Linked DNA regions of Drosophila melanogaster: region 2 is linked to region 1. A link is a contact called in public Hi-C data. All regions are on one chromosome and are shown on one strand. The core of a region is the stretch at or near the end of the contact, and the rest is flanking DNA. Distances in the headings are between cores, read along the strand shown. Region 1 holds the start of CG33941. Region 2 holds the start of Eph (Eph receptor tyrosine kinase).

The links. Hi-C and Micro-C count contacts between places; a contact is called where the count stands out from the background.
Region 2: a contact with region 1 is called in a Hi-C map of the Kc167 cell line, with 2.8 times the contacts expected there. The contact joins the promoter of Eph here to the promoter of CG33941 in region 1. A contact is called at or near these places in 28 of 107 Hi-C or Micro-C datasets (the Clone 8 cell line, the Kc167 cell line, the ML-DmBG3-c2 cell line and 10 more).

What each region holds. Positions count from the first base shown.
Region 1 is chr4:463,393-469,757 of dm6, reverse strand. It overlaps CG33941, which reads right to left and starts at 2,261. Exons shown (of 4, transcript NM_001347760.1): 1 at 2,065-2,261; 2 at 1,764-2,007; 3 at 428-601. The coding sequence starts at 1,907. Taf3 (TBP-associated factor 3) reads left to right here and starts at 2,930. Exons shown (of 8, transcript NM_143666.3): 1 at 2,930-3,257; 2 at 4,443-4,961; 3 at 5,018-6,365. The coding sequence starts at 3,089. Asator (asator,) reads left to right here. Exons shown (of 14, transcript NM_001272127.1): 14 at 1-349.
Region 2 is chr4:607,505-614,706 of dm6, reverse strand. It overlaps Eph (Eph receptor tyrosine kinase), which reads right to left and starts at 4,023. Exons shown (of 14, transcript NM_166776.4): 1 at 3,811-4,023; 2 at 3,052-3,422; 3 at 2,901-2,980; 4 at 912-1,092; 5 at 285-770. The coding sequence starts at 3,304. onecut (onecut,) reads left to right here and starts at 7,058. Exons shown (of 4, transcript NM_080103.3): 1 at 7,058-7,202.

The DNA of each region.
Region 1 (6,365 bases), core at 1,012-3,511:
CGTTTCATTGCTTAAAATTGATTTCTGAAAATCGTGTTTTACTCACAGGCAAATGCATTTTATTTTAAATTAAATTTTAAATTAAAAATGTTATGTACGGAACTACAATATAAAATACTATGATTAAAAAACCCAAGATCTATTTGGCAGCTACATATGTGATATAATGCGCAGATCCGGGCCATTCCGGCTTAATACTACCTCAAAACTCGAAAACTAGTTGGCGTAGCACTGATATTGATCAAGAGTATATATCCTTAATATCGCTGATGTTATATGTAAATGTGAAGTTTCTGGTGTTGGTCCTTAACTAATAAATTATGAATTCTTTTAAGAAGTTTTTAATGACCCAGGAAATACGTAAAAATATTATATATGAAATAAATATATAGCCTAAAGGCCTATTTAATTGAAAAAAATTTCTTACCTTTAATTTGCCAATTTCAGTGCGGAGAAGTATAATTTTAGTCTCGCCATTGACTAATGAATCTCTTATGTTATAGATTTCGTTTTGAAGATTTATAAGGGTATCGTCGAAACTGTTTAATGAATTATTTTCTCTAAATGCCCTCGATCGCATACCCAATGATGTTTTTCGAATCTAAAAAGTGTTTGACATACATACATACATATGTGGGTACATACATGCATTCATGTACACATTTGAAAACAATAGGAGATGCATAGGTATCTCGCATGTTTATTTTAAATTTTAATCAATGTGAATAACCGCATCTATTTGAAACTAGGCATACATACATTCAGCTCAAAGAAGCTGGGGTCGGAAAATCCAATTTTTAATATGTATGTACAGACATACATATGTACATAGATCGCGATCCGTTACGTGTTTTTTCCAATATTTACATAACGATAATCATTCGCTTCCACAATTTTCTTGAACTTGGATATGTATATACATGTTCATCATCATCATATAAGTACATATGTGAATTTGTCCGCCGATCCTAAAACATGCGAATTGGCGCCACAACTTACAATTATTACATACATATGTAGAAATTTAGTTTTAATAGGTGGGAACACAAAAAAACAAAATTTTTAAGGGTTGGACAAACGTTTTTAATTCAAAATACTTATTTTAAAGGATGGGAAAACGAAAAAAACTAATTTTAAAGGATGGACAAACGATAAAAACTAAGAATACTGATTGGGCAAAAGTTTTTTTTTATAATATTTAGTTTTAAGAGATGGTCAAAATAATAATACCGAGGTTAACTAGAACGTCTCATATTTTCTAAAGTATTCACTTTTTCAAAATTGAAAAGAGTGGCCAAACGTGGGCAAATAAAGACAACAAATGAGCAAACGATTCCAGCTTTTAAATTTCAAAAATTCCATTTTTTCGACTCCAGCTTCTTTGAGCTCGTACATTATGCGCAAAATGAGAAATCTGCGCACTGAAGTGTATTCGTGTTTTTGCTAGTGGTTGATTGATTTTTTGTGACCGTATGAATATTGAGGGTGCGTCGTCGTTGGAGCAAGCGTCGCAACGGCATGAAACAAACTCTTACAGACTCTGTGACTGAGTCTTAATGCTTAATATCAATATTCTAGTTTTCATTGTTCCCGAGATCACAGCGTTCAGATTGATAGTCAGACGGACTAACCAGTTACTCGATAACTGACCGACTGCATATGAAATCTTCAGTATATGTAAGGAAATACGATACCTATACACCTATTATGGTTAACATAGGTGTAAACGTGTATTCGTTGGGAATCAGATTATCCACCCTTACCTGATTCTTAAGAGTTTCGTCAATGTGAATGGTAGACGTCTTCCGAATCATGTCATGAGAATATTTAAAGTTAACGGGTCCTAAGATCCCGCTCTCTATGAAAAAATGTTTTGCTTTATCAATGCTCGAGTTCAATGGTTGCATTTTTTAGTTCTTATTAGATTAAAAAAGGAGTAAAACGTTGGTCAGATCAATGTTGATGGAGATCTTCTTACTCATTTATACTGAGTATTTCAATAACTAGCTGAAAAGTTTAAAGGATTTGAGCTTTAAGTAGAATAAAACTTTTTATTAGACTTACACATATACCCAACACATGCAAATGTTCATATAGTTGTTTTATTTGTTAATTTTTATATTTTACATTATTACAAATACAAAATATTAAGTGCCGAAGATCTGTCGCACGCTTCTTTGTGTGAATACTCGACTAGAACATATATGGGAAACAATACCTAACCCAATAAATGTCTTAAGATATAAGTTTCTTCTAAACTGATCGAAAATATAACTAGTATTCTATCAGTAGTTTTGTGTCATTATACATTATACCCTCTTTCCACTAAATTACCTGCATATATACACATGTTTGGGATATAGTTCACATGATATTTTTGAAGCGATTTTAGGCTTAATGTTATTTTATTAAATTTATATTTATATATATTATTTATATTTATAATTATATTATTATTTATTCGGTAATTTCATAGCTGTTCTGGGCATTACTTTCTTTCCACAATAAACATAACATTAGATGCTGTTAAAATTTGTAGTAAGTAATCGTAGTAATAATAGTAATAGTAGTAGTAAAACTAAAACATTTTTACGGGTAACAACACAAGACTCTCGTTTCACTCTGCATTCAAGCGCTCTATTATTAAACAAGCTCTAATTATATTTCCATCGTTCAATATCTATTTTAAAGAATAGAAGGATTAGAAAACTTTTTCGTCTTATTTTCAAAATTTGTGTCTTATTCGAACACTAACAGCGAACATACCGAAAGCAAACCTTTTATCTGCCCTTATAACCACTTTCAAACCACATAAAAAATTGCAGTTTGTTTATGTTGGTCAATCAATTGAATTTGATTGAACCCCATGATTACCACTTTTGGCATACCCCAAATATCGATATATTTCCCATCAAAGGCAAAATCGATAAGTTATCGTTAACTAAACATCCACAGATTGTAGTTCGTCTAATAAAGGTGTAGACACCAAGTCAATTAATTTTAATAACAAGAGGAAGTTCGTGGGACGGTTAAACCTATTCACAGCATTTCCAAGGTTTTCTAAAGAAGGTGTACCTCATGAAAGAACATGATGGCAGACAGATACGCTTCAGATTTGGCCCTTGTTGTCGTTGCGCAGATAACGCAAACTATTGGTTACAGCTGCACTCTAAGTGCACCCTTGGAGTTGTTGCAAGACATATTGCAGAAGTTTGTACAGGAGTTCGCTCGAGACATGCATAGACATATGGAACACGGTAAGTGGTATAGACCCTCAAATCAACGGAACCGATCATGAAATACAACAAAGCCTGAGTAGTTATAGTCGTTACTTGTAGAATAAGAGATTCAATAAAAAGTATGTGACATATATGTACATGTACATAAATGTATAACTTATCATCCCTGCAGTTCCATCAGACTATCATTAATAAATCATTATTTATCATTAAAACAATTTTGTTTGGAGTTAGGGCATTTTGCTTTCAGTTGCGTTAGAATACCGGTCAACCTGTCCGTTTAACCTTAAAGTAAAATATATTAGTATAATGTGTACAGAAATGTATTACGAAAAATGTACATCGCTTCTGCGAGTAGTACGTGTTGTTGCGTGTAAAATGAATCCATTGCCATTGGAATTTCCTGATTAAGCTCGCGCCTGCTACTCGCATAAATCTAGTCCCAGTTATCCGCGAAAAAGGAAGCGTGCCTCTTAGAAAAGTAATCTTTTAATTTATTTCTTTCTTTTATTGTTATTTCCCTTTTCCTCGCCCAGTCCCTTTCACCTACATCAGTATATAATTTCTCTAGTTCCGATGCGCATTAAAAATTTAAAGTTTCTTACGAAACTTATGTGCTCGGCGACTTAGAGCGTCAGCTTAGCATTCGGCTGGAAATAAAAGATCCATAATTTATTGCTGATTCCCTGCTTGTGGCTGTGCAGCCAAAGCAGTTGGTACTGTGGGCGAAACCGATGATCTTGGGATGTTTTTAAGGAGCGATGAATTGTGGGACTGCCGGGGTCTCGATTGGGGATTATGAAACCTCAATAGGCATGTAGATTGTATTTTTTGCAAATTATTATTTCATTAATTGTCTTGTAAACACCAAAAAAAAAAAAACAATAAATCTTTGATTTATATATATCTTAGATTAAGATATATCTTAGATTAAGATATATTTTAGATTAAGATATATCTTAGATTAAGATATATCTTCCTTGTAACCACCGGAACAGAAATAAAAATAAATAGTTGAGGAACTCGACTAAAGCGTTCTCTTATATTTTCTTTTTAATTTTGCTTGGTATGTTACTTAATAACGTTATTTATATGAGTTCAAAAAAATCTTATTAAAACCAAACAAAAAATCAAAAATGCTTTGTTTATTTGGATAAAATTTATAAAAATATTAATTGACAAGTATATATATTACTAATTTAGCAAATCGGATAGAGCCGAACCTTAAGGATGCACGCTTAAGTATAAAAAATCTCAGCATCAATGTTCAAGAACTATTGGACTACATAGGTAATGTCGAGCCTGTTGGATTCATCCGGGATGTACCACAGTTTCCCATTGGAAAATCTGTAAACATGAACTTCCTTAAGCCTGGAAGCGCTGAAACTCTAACGCGACCTGTCTACATATTTGAATACTTGCCACCAATGCAGGACCCCGAACTTCGTGAAATTCCAGCCGATGTTCAAAAGGAATTTTCGGAAAAGCAAGAGTTTTGTTCAAAAGCAGAGTATAGTTCAACAAACGCAGCTGATAAGTTAGGCGCCAAGCACATTGATTCTATCTCTCCTAATACTGTGATAAATTTCCGGTCGAATGCCTTTGAATTGGACGTTGGGAGCTCAGTCCGCGAAATGAGCAGCGTGGTAATGACAACAGGGGGATTCATAAGTCCAGCTATTGAAGGCAAGCTCCCCGAAGATATCATACCGGATATAGTTGGTACGACCTATCCTTATACCACAGCTTAATAAATTTTCATGTATCGGTGTTTATAGAAAAATTTTTAGGTTTGGATGCACCCTTTTCACCGACGATAATTGTAAATTCGTTACAAAAATCTCCACAACTGGCGCTTTCTGACAGAGACAAAACAGTAAATCCACGAAAAATCATTCCCTCAGAAACTAAAATCTTCAAACAAAATGCTGCATTATTGACAAGTGGACATTCAGAGTCTTCAATAATATATGCGTCTAACAACCATACGATGCTAACTGTTACAACACCTAAGAAGAATAGAAAACAGAAACATGATTTAATATGCGAACCCGGTCAAAGCGAACTTCTAACTAATCCGTTTGAAAAAGCTCAGGAAAAGTCACAGAGAAAAGCTTTAAAAATGTATAAACAAACCTCAAAGAACCAAAGAGACAGCTCAATTAATCAAATACAAAACATGAAAAAGTTAAAAAAAAAATTTAACCGCGGATCCTTCGATCCAAATAAAAAACATTTAGAAAAAATATTTAAGAAGCAGTCCAAACTTAAGCAAAATGATCTTCAACTGGACATCGACGAAAAACACTTTTTGCAGAATTCTCAAACTACGAGCGGCCTTGCCATAAAAGCTAACTCAAATGAAAATGCTTTACAAGCTGATATCCCTAGTCAGCCGCCAACAGTAACAAGCCAGATTGAAAATAATTTTCGAAATTCAATTTATCCAGTGCAGCCATCTGTAATTCAACAAACGCAAGTGCTATTGGCAGAAAAAAAAAGTGGATCAGAACCAGAACGAAGTAAATTGGACATTTTTAAGAAAATTTCTAAGCCACGTACTCCACGTCCAGATATTGGGGCGACTTTAGTACCTCCTGGAACCGGGGTATCTGTATTTGGAAGCACAATGACCCCTTCAGCATTAATTAGTCTTCCATCGGGGACTACTATAACTCCTACACCTTCACTTGGTCTAAATTCTGAAAACAAAAACGTTCCGAGTATGAAAATCAACCCTTGCAATATATTCGATGGAACTATACCTTTAACTAAAGCAGGCGTTGAAATGTCAATTATTGATTCGCCAAAGCCAAAAAAGCGAGGTCGCAAACCTGGAGGAAAAAATGTAATAAAACAAACAAATGTTGTATCGCAACCTTTAATTAATAAGGTCGAACGGAAAAAGTCAAGCCAAGCTATTACACTGCCTCTATCATCATCTCCAATGATAATAACCCAAAGTTCTTTAAACGTCTCCCCGCCAACAGAACCTCTCAACTTGTGTAATACCGAACAGCCCTCGAATAATTTTTTGTCAAACCTGTATGCAAAAGAAAAAAAGGACAGAAAAAAGTACAAATCATTACCAGAAAATGTAATGCAATTAGACAAGAGCTGTTCTCC
Region 2 (7,202 bases), core at 2,774-5,273, 140 kb before region 1:
AAATAAAGAACAACTTACAAATAATAAATTTATGCAGCTCCCTTATGAACGTTATTATCCACAACTTCCCCTCTTATTATACGAAAGATGTCATTTACTTAAACTATTAGAAAATAAGACACTATAAAGACATTAAACTAAGAGAACTGATGAGCAATTCATCTGAAGTAAAACAAAATCAGAGCTCTTCCTAAGTTCATTATGATCGGCTACAATAATTACTCAATTCGCGGATGGGAAAATAATAAGGAGTTAAACATTGGAAAGTTATAAATAATACCAACCTGTACAAGTCTTATTTGTGTAATTCGGCTCATAGCCAGCCTTGCAACGACACCCACCAGTAAGAATTGTCCATTTTCCATCACCTTTACATAAGTAAGTTGGCGTCTCATACGGTTCTGCGTTATCGACACATGTTCCATTTTGTTTCTCAATTATAGTAATTTCTCTTCCCGTAGGTGTTTCGTTAAAGTGTGCAAAGTTTTCGGTAACAGCAGGACACGTAATATAATATACTTTTACTGCCAGAACGCTAATACAAGCGCCCTGATCTCTGAAAGCAAAATATACGCCTTTTTTGTTGACGGCTATACTCTTCACCTCTGTGTTAATATCTACATCGGAGTTCTGATTGAAGCGCCCCTCGCCAGCCGCGATGCGAGCAATCAGCCTGTAGCTGTCTGTTTGCCATGGTGGAGGTTCTCTAGTAGCCGCATCAAACTCGTAAAAAAGTAAGCTAAATGTTTCCTTGCATGACAAGGCGTTTCCTAAAAAAATTGAACACATTTTTCTAATAAAGATTATTACACTAAATAATACCCTACAAACCGCATACATAACAGGAACTTCAAAATTTGTTCACCAATATTCGTATCATTTTTTTGTTAGAAACAATTTTATACACTTACCTGGGAATAAAGAACAATCGCGTATTGTGAACTGAATTTCAATGTAAAGTCGGTTTGCTGATCCACGATCGATAAACGGCGACCACAACCAGTTATTGACGTTGTGATATGCCACATCGCAAACCACATAGCTCCTCCAGTTAATGCCCTTAACGAAGTCGGTAAATGACTCCTCCACCCACTAAAAATAAGTTTAAATGAAGGAGATATTTTGTATCGGTACATAAAGAAACTTTATAGGATCTTAATACACTATTAACTTTAAATTATGTACATATTCATTGCAATTTAAAAAAAACACAATACTTAATATATTATATATATATCCTTGCAGTTATTGTCTATACATATAATAAGTGGGTTATACCAAAGACACTAGAATAACAAGATGCGTAACGCCATACGATTTTTTGGCACACGATTTTTTCGCCGTGGCTCTGAAGGCGGCTCCAGGCTCTCTCGAATTTTGGTTAGAGAGCGAGAGAGCGGAGAGCGCTACAGCGAACAGCTCTTTTCAACGCATAAAGTGATAGCAGACAACTGTATGTGTGCACACGTATGCTCATGCATTATAAATTTGACAAAATATGCCCTTCACCTTAGAAGTTCTTTGACTTTAAATCTATATTATTTTTGATCAATTGGCACCATGCGATTCTTGTTTTGCATTGCCTTAACGTTATTATTATTTGAAAATAGATTAGAAATAGCCAAATCTATGTACATATCACAAAAATAAATTTCAAAAATGACTTTATATAAGAATATTTGTCATTAGAGTATTCATCTTGAAAAATTAATAAGGCAATAACTGTTGAGTGCTTGTGTCTTTGATATGACTTTTGCAATAAACAGTTATCATATTTTTATGAAATTTATGAAATTACAGTAGTTATAATAATTTCTATTGTACTTCCTTTAATTATTTAGTATATTTATTAAGTCATTTGACTTAATATGATGTAACATTAACATTAAAAGTGTTTAAAAAAATATTTCGCTTTTAAAAGATTGGCAGATGAAAGACAAATTAGAATTAAACATAAATATAAATGTGTAAACGGTAGCTAATTCGAGCGGCGATTTTAACAAACAAATTTAAAAAGCTTTAAAATTATAATAGTCAGAGCGAATTTTTAAAAATTATCTTATTTTATCATATTGCTACGAAATTGGCAAAAAACTACCCTAATATGTACAATGTAAATTCTTTTCGTCGATCAGAATTTATTTCGGCCCGAAAATCATATACGCGTTCTCGTCTCTTGTTTCCACTCACACAAGCAAGCAAATTCTATTTTTAGATTTCTTACGCTCTCAGCCGGAGCGAGCGGAAAGAGAGCAATTTTGGCCGTCACTAAAAAAGTGGCTGCATAGTGCCAAACCAATGTATGGCCGTTACGCATCTTGTTATTCTAGTGTCTTTGGTTATACTGAAAAAGACATTTTATGATTAGAAACGACGAAACGATGAATTCTTTTCAAATGTTTTAAATAAATTTCCCAAACGTTTCTATGGCAGCTGAAGAATGTTAGTCATCTGCTTCGGATCAAAGTAAACATTATTCCAAATGTTGTGTATACCAAATAAAAACACATGATTATATCAGCGTTTAAAAAACTGTGGTAAGTTCATTTCACATGAATTTGATTCTGCTTCTGAGAAAATTAAAAGTCGAAGACAAAGGTTCTTTTGAGCGGCAAGCGAAGAGTTCTGGAAGTCGTTGGCAGTCGCAGCAGCATAAGCATATTTACATATTAAAAACGTTCAAAATTAAATGATTTTCAATTAGAAAAAAGAGCACATATAAAGAAATCTATATAAAATCTTTAAGAATTTGTACACAATCGAATTGACATAGAATAAATTGAATATAAATATCTTATTACTACTATCTTATTATTGTCGACGTAAGTTTAACTACAAACAAACGTTTGTTTTTTAAATAAAAATTGAAAATAAGAGCAACAATAACATATAATGCGTACCCCTGGTGTTTGGGCTTGAGGTCCATATGGATACCTGGTCCACTCTAATGTAGCTTCTCGAGTTGTATCCAATAGAACAACTGCAGATATTCGTGAGCATTAAAAAGATATCATTTACTGTTAAGTCTTAATATTGTTAAGCAGTACGTACCCTGATCTGCATGTGCCAATTTAAAGTGAATTGAAATTATAATAAGCAGTATTGTCCTTAATAATGACATTCTCGAAACAATTTGAGATCTGTTTTGCTCGCTAATTGGAGCTTGATTTTTGTAAAACGCAGACTTGAGGGCGCTTATAGCATCATTTAGTACGGAAGTTAGAATGGTTACGGAAGAAGTTTTACTTTTAATACCATCATATTTCACCTTTTTGTCATTTGGGTGGCACCCAACCATTTTCATTTTGTTGGGATCGTTTTCGAACAGTTTTATTTTTGATTTGGGTTGTACGCACTCTGATGCGGATTTACCAATGTCAATAGCATTATTTGTGTTTGTGGGTCCAGTTTAAAATCCAAGACTAAAAAATAAATTGATTAGCTTTAATGCACTTTGTATAAGCATGAATGTGATTAATGTATAAATAATTTGGAAGGATCTGTTCCTGTTCGGTATTCACTGGCATATGTGCATATCCATATATACAAGGAAGCGTATACACATATGAGCCTGCATTTTCCGACGCTGCTATATACATACATACGACCATACATGTTATACATATTTACACAAAATGACAGTGTGTATGTATTCTTGTTAAGGGACGCTAGCTTCGATTTAAACATTACATTTCACGGATGATTACTGTTATCAATTCAAGATGTTATGGCTTTGGAACACAAGATATTTGAACGGATTTTATTATTTTATTTGTACATTTTGTCATTTAGGACCACTTTTATTGATACCTTTACAGCCGACTACTACTATGGAAGTCTCGTTTTAATTTTAAAGTGGTTCTTTTACGACCACAAAATCCCTTGTAGATTTTCTATTGATACTTGGTAAAGACCAGAGTATCATTTTCAGTCTTTTTTCTTTATTTTTTATTTTTTAAATTCACTTATACTCAGCAATTCTGTTAAAACAACTGGTATCGATAACTTTTATAACGTCATTAAAATCCATGAAAACAAATTTTCTTTAAAAAAAATAAGTTAAAATAGCATCGACGAAATACCACAAATTCGGAATAATGAAATTGGTACAAAATGAGCTAACAGCATAAACTGATGTTCTTGTTTTATGTTTTATACGAATTATTGACACTTGGCCTTTAATTAATATAGAACGAGAATAATATTCATTAAAAGTGATTGTCTCTCTACTGAAAATTTAAACGAAATATTAAAAAAAAGGCGTTACCAATACTTTTAATATCTTGCTTGATAATCGTAATAATCTGACATTCATATATGTATATGCATATGTATATGTAATCGTTGCATATCTACTGATCACTAAACGATTCGATTGCTTACTTTTTTTTGTGAAAGCCGTTATAGTAGCTCTAATGATTAATGATAATTTAATTTTCCATTTAATAAAGGTAGTTCGGGAAAGAATCCATAGGAAACCAAAACGGACCATTAATGAAAATAAAGACAACACTTGGAAAGCTTAAAAACATCAACGTTTGCATCGTTGTCCATAAAGCTTTTAAAGGGTAGGCAAACCAATGGAGTTTTAAAGTAAAATGGTTTTTAAGCCAAAAAGAATAAATAAATATTTTTTTTAATTTAAAAGCTGGAATTGTTTTTCCACCGGCTTGCTTATGTTTTTTAGTTTTTTTTTTCTCACGTCCTATTTCAAAAAGTACATACATATGTACCAATATAGTTTTAATAGGTGAGCAAACGAAATTATTTACTTTTAAGAGCGGACAAACAATAAACATTTATTTTAATGGCTGTGCCAACGATAAAAACAATTTTTAAAGGGTAGACAAACGATTAAAACTATTTTTAGAGGGTGGACAAACTTGTTTTATTGATACTATTTATATAAAGATCTGGAAAAAAGTTGCATTCTCTAATAAAACTTATGGGATATATTTTCTAAATTATACCTGTTTTAAGTGTGTGCAAGCGATGCCATTGGAGTAAAAAATATATTTAAAGAAAGTCAATAAAGAAAAAGATTTTCGAAAGTATTTAAATTTTTAAATTGTCAGGAGAGTTGAACCACTACGTATTTCTACACTTCTGCACACACTAAGCTAAAATAAAAAAAGTGCGGAAACTGTCGAAGAAACCTCACAGCAGTCTACAGAGAATATCTACCCAGAATATAATATGATACCCAGATACCAACGCCCTAAGACAAGGTATCATGCAAAGCAGCGAACTAAAAGTCAATGTGCCAACTTATGGCAAACCTTATTCAATAATAATAATAATATCGTGTATAAGATTATGTTTGTGACATGCCAACTATGTTTCACGGCGTAAACCTGAAATACCAATACCGCCGTCATGTTATTTGAAAGCGCACCTTATCAGCTTTAACATTCAAATACGTTATACGTTACGAACACTACTTTAATTAATGGTTTTCTACGAGCAAATTACAATAAGATAACGGCAACCATTGCATCTGTCTGCTGTCCACTTCAAAATCATGGACTTCTACAATTTACAACAAATTAAGTAATCCCCACAACACAAAAGTGAGTCCTTGTGAGTCCATATATAACGTGCAACAACATGGAGTACATTTACATTTACCAGAAAGTACTAAATTCAATGCATTTTGCCGGAACAGAATATCTTTCGCAATCAGAAAACTGCAAAATTGCTATAAAAACCACCTGGCTTAAATACAAACATTCAAATTTGTTGAAGAGAGTGTAACAGACAGAAGTTAAATTTAAATTCTTGTTGATGGTTCTGAATTCGCTGAGTCGATCTTGCCATGTCCGTCCGTATGAACGTTGAGATCTCAGGAACAATTCTAGTTAAACAGTTGATATTAAGCATGCAACTTTCAGATACATACATCGATGCAGCGCAAGTGTCCAGAAGGGATATTAAAAGTTTCTTGAGCGCTAATGACAACGATTTTCTAAAAATTTAGGTGCAACTCGTTTCATTTTAAATGTGTATTTTAAATCAATTTTAGGATTATGTTTAGACCCCAATTGGCCAGTTTGAACCATATTCGAAAAGTATGCTTGCAAAACGGATTATGAATGTAGATATGCAGGATATGTAAGAAAAATGTTAAGCCTTGTCAAAATAATGCGAAATATAATAATGCGGATATTCTATAAACTGGCAGTATTTAAGCGTCGGTGTCCGAAACACAGTTATATTTTAAGTGCGAAAAGAATTAGCAACTCCGAAGAATTCTAGAATGCTAAGTGAGTCAAGGGCAGCCATGTTAATGGCGGAGAGAACTTATAATAAAGGTAAGGCGCTGGACCTCGGTCTACATCATTGGACCTGAAATGCCGCAGCCCATGACCACTCAATCATTATACTTGTCCGAGGATAGACGAACACAGTACAAGACGCGTGCGTGACGCCAGACAGCTGGAAAAACGAAGACATGTCATACAAACCAGTACAAAGAATCGATCAAAGGGGACAAAAGCCTTCCCTTGGGGAACATACGAGAAATCGAATAATAAATATTACATTAAAACAAAGCTTTCTGCTGCTTAAATTGTGTACATTACAAACCAATAATTATTATCAGGATCACTATTCGATGCGCTCGATTGGGCTCAGCCAAAGACACCATTATAGTGTCTTTGGCCCAGCCCACTTATACGATAACTCAATTCTAACATTTTTAATTGCTTTTTCATTGCTATATGTTGGTGAAAACTATTTATAAAAAGATCCATTTGTCATTTACAAATTTATAAGCTTTAACCAAAAAAATGGATCAGGTTATTTTGAATCAAATTAATCCCCCGCTTGCGGAACTGATAAATATATGCTACTTTCAAACCCACCCAAAAAAGTTATTTAAGCAGTGAACAATTCAGTAGATCCCAGCTCACTTTCTCGTACTGCGCATGCTCAGATTTTCGGGGTGGGGTTTATGGTTTGTGGTGCACTGCCTGCATGTGGCAACCCTTAGCTCGATGGTGGTGCGTTGTGGCCGTTAATTTTATTTCAGTTCCGTTGTGTTTGGTTTGGTTTCGTTCAGTTCGAATTGGGTATAATTCGCGTGAGGATAAGTCTTCATGGAACGCGGCGGTCACATAACAAACTTTCGGAAAAACCACCCACATGTGTGTACATGAGTGTATAACCGTGCATGCGTAGAAAATTTTCTAGCCGAAGGTTTC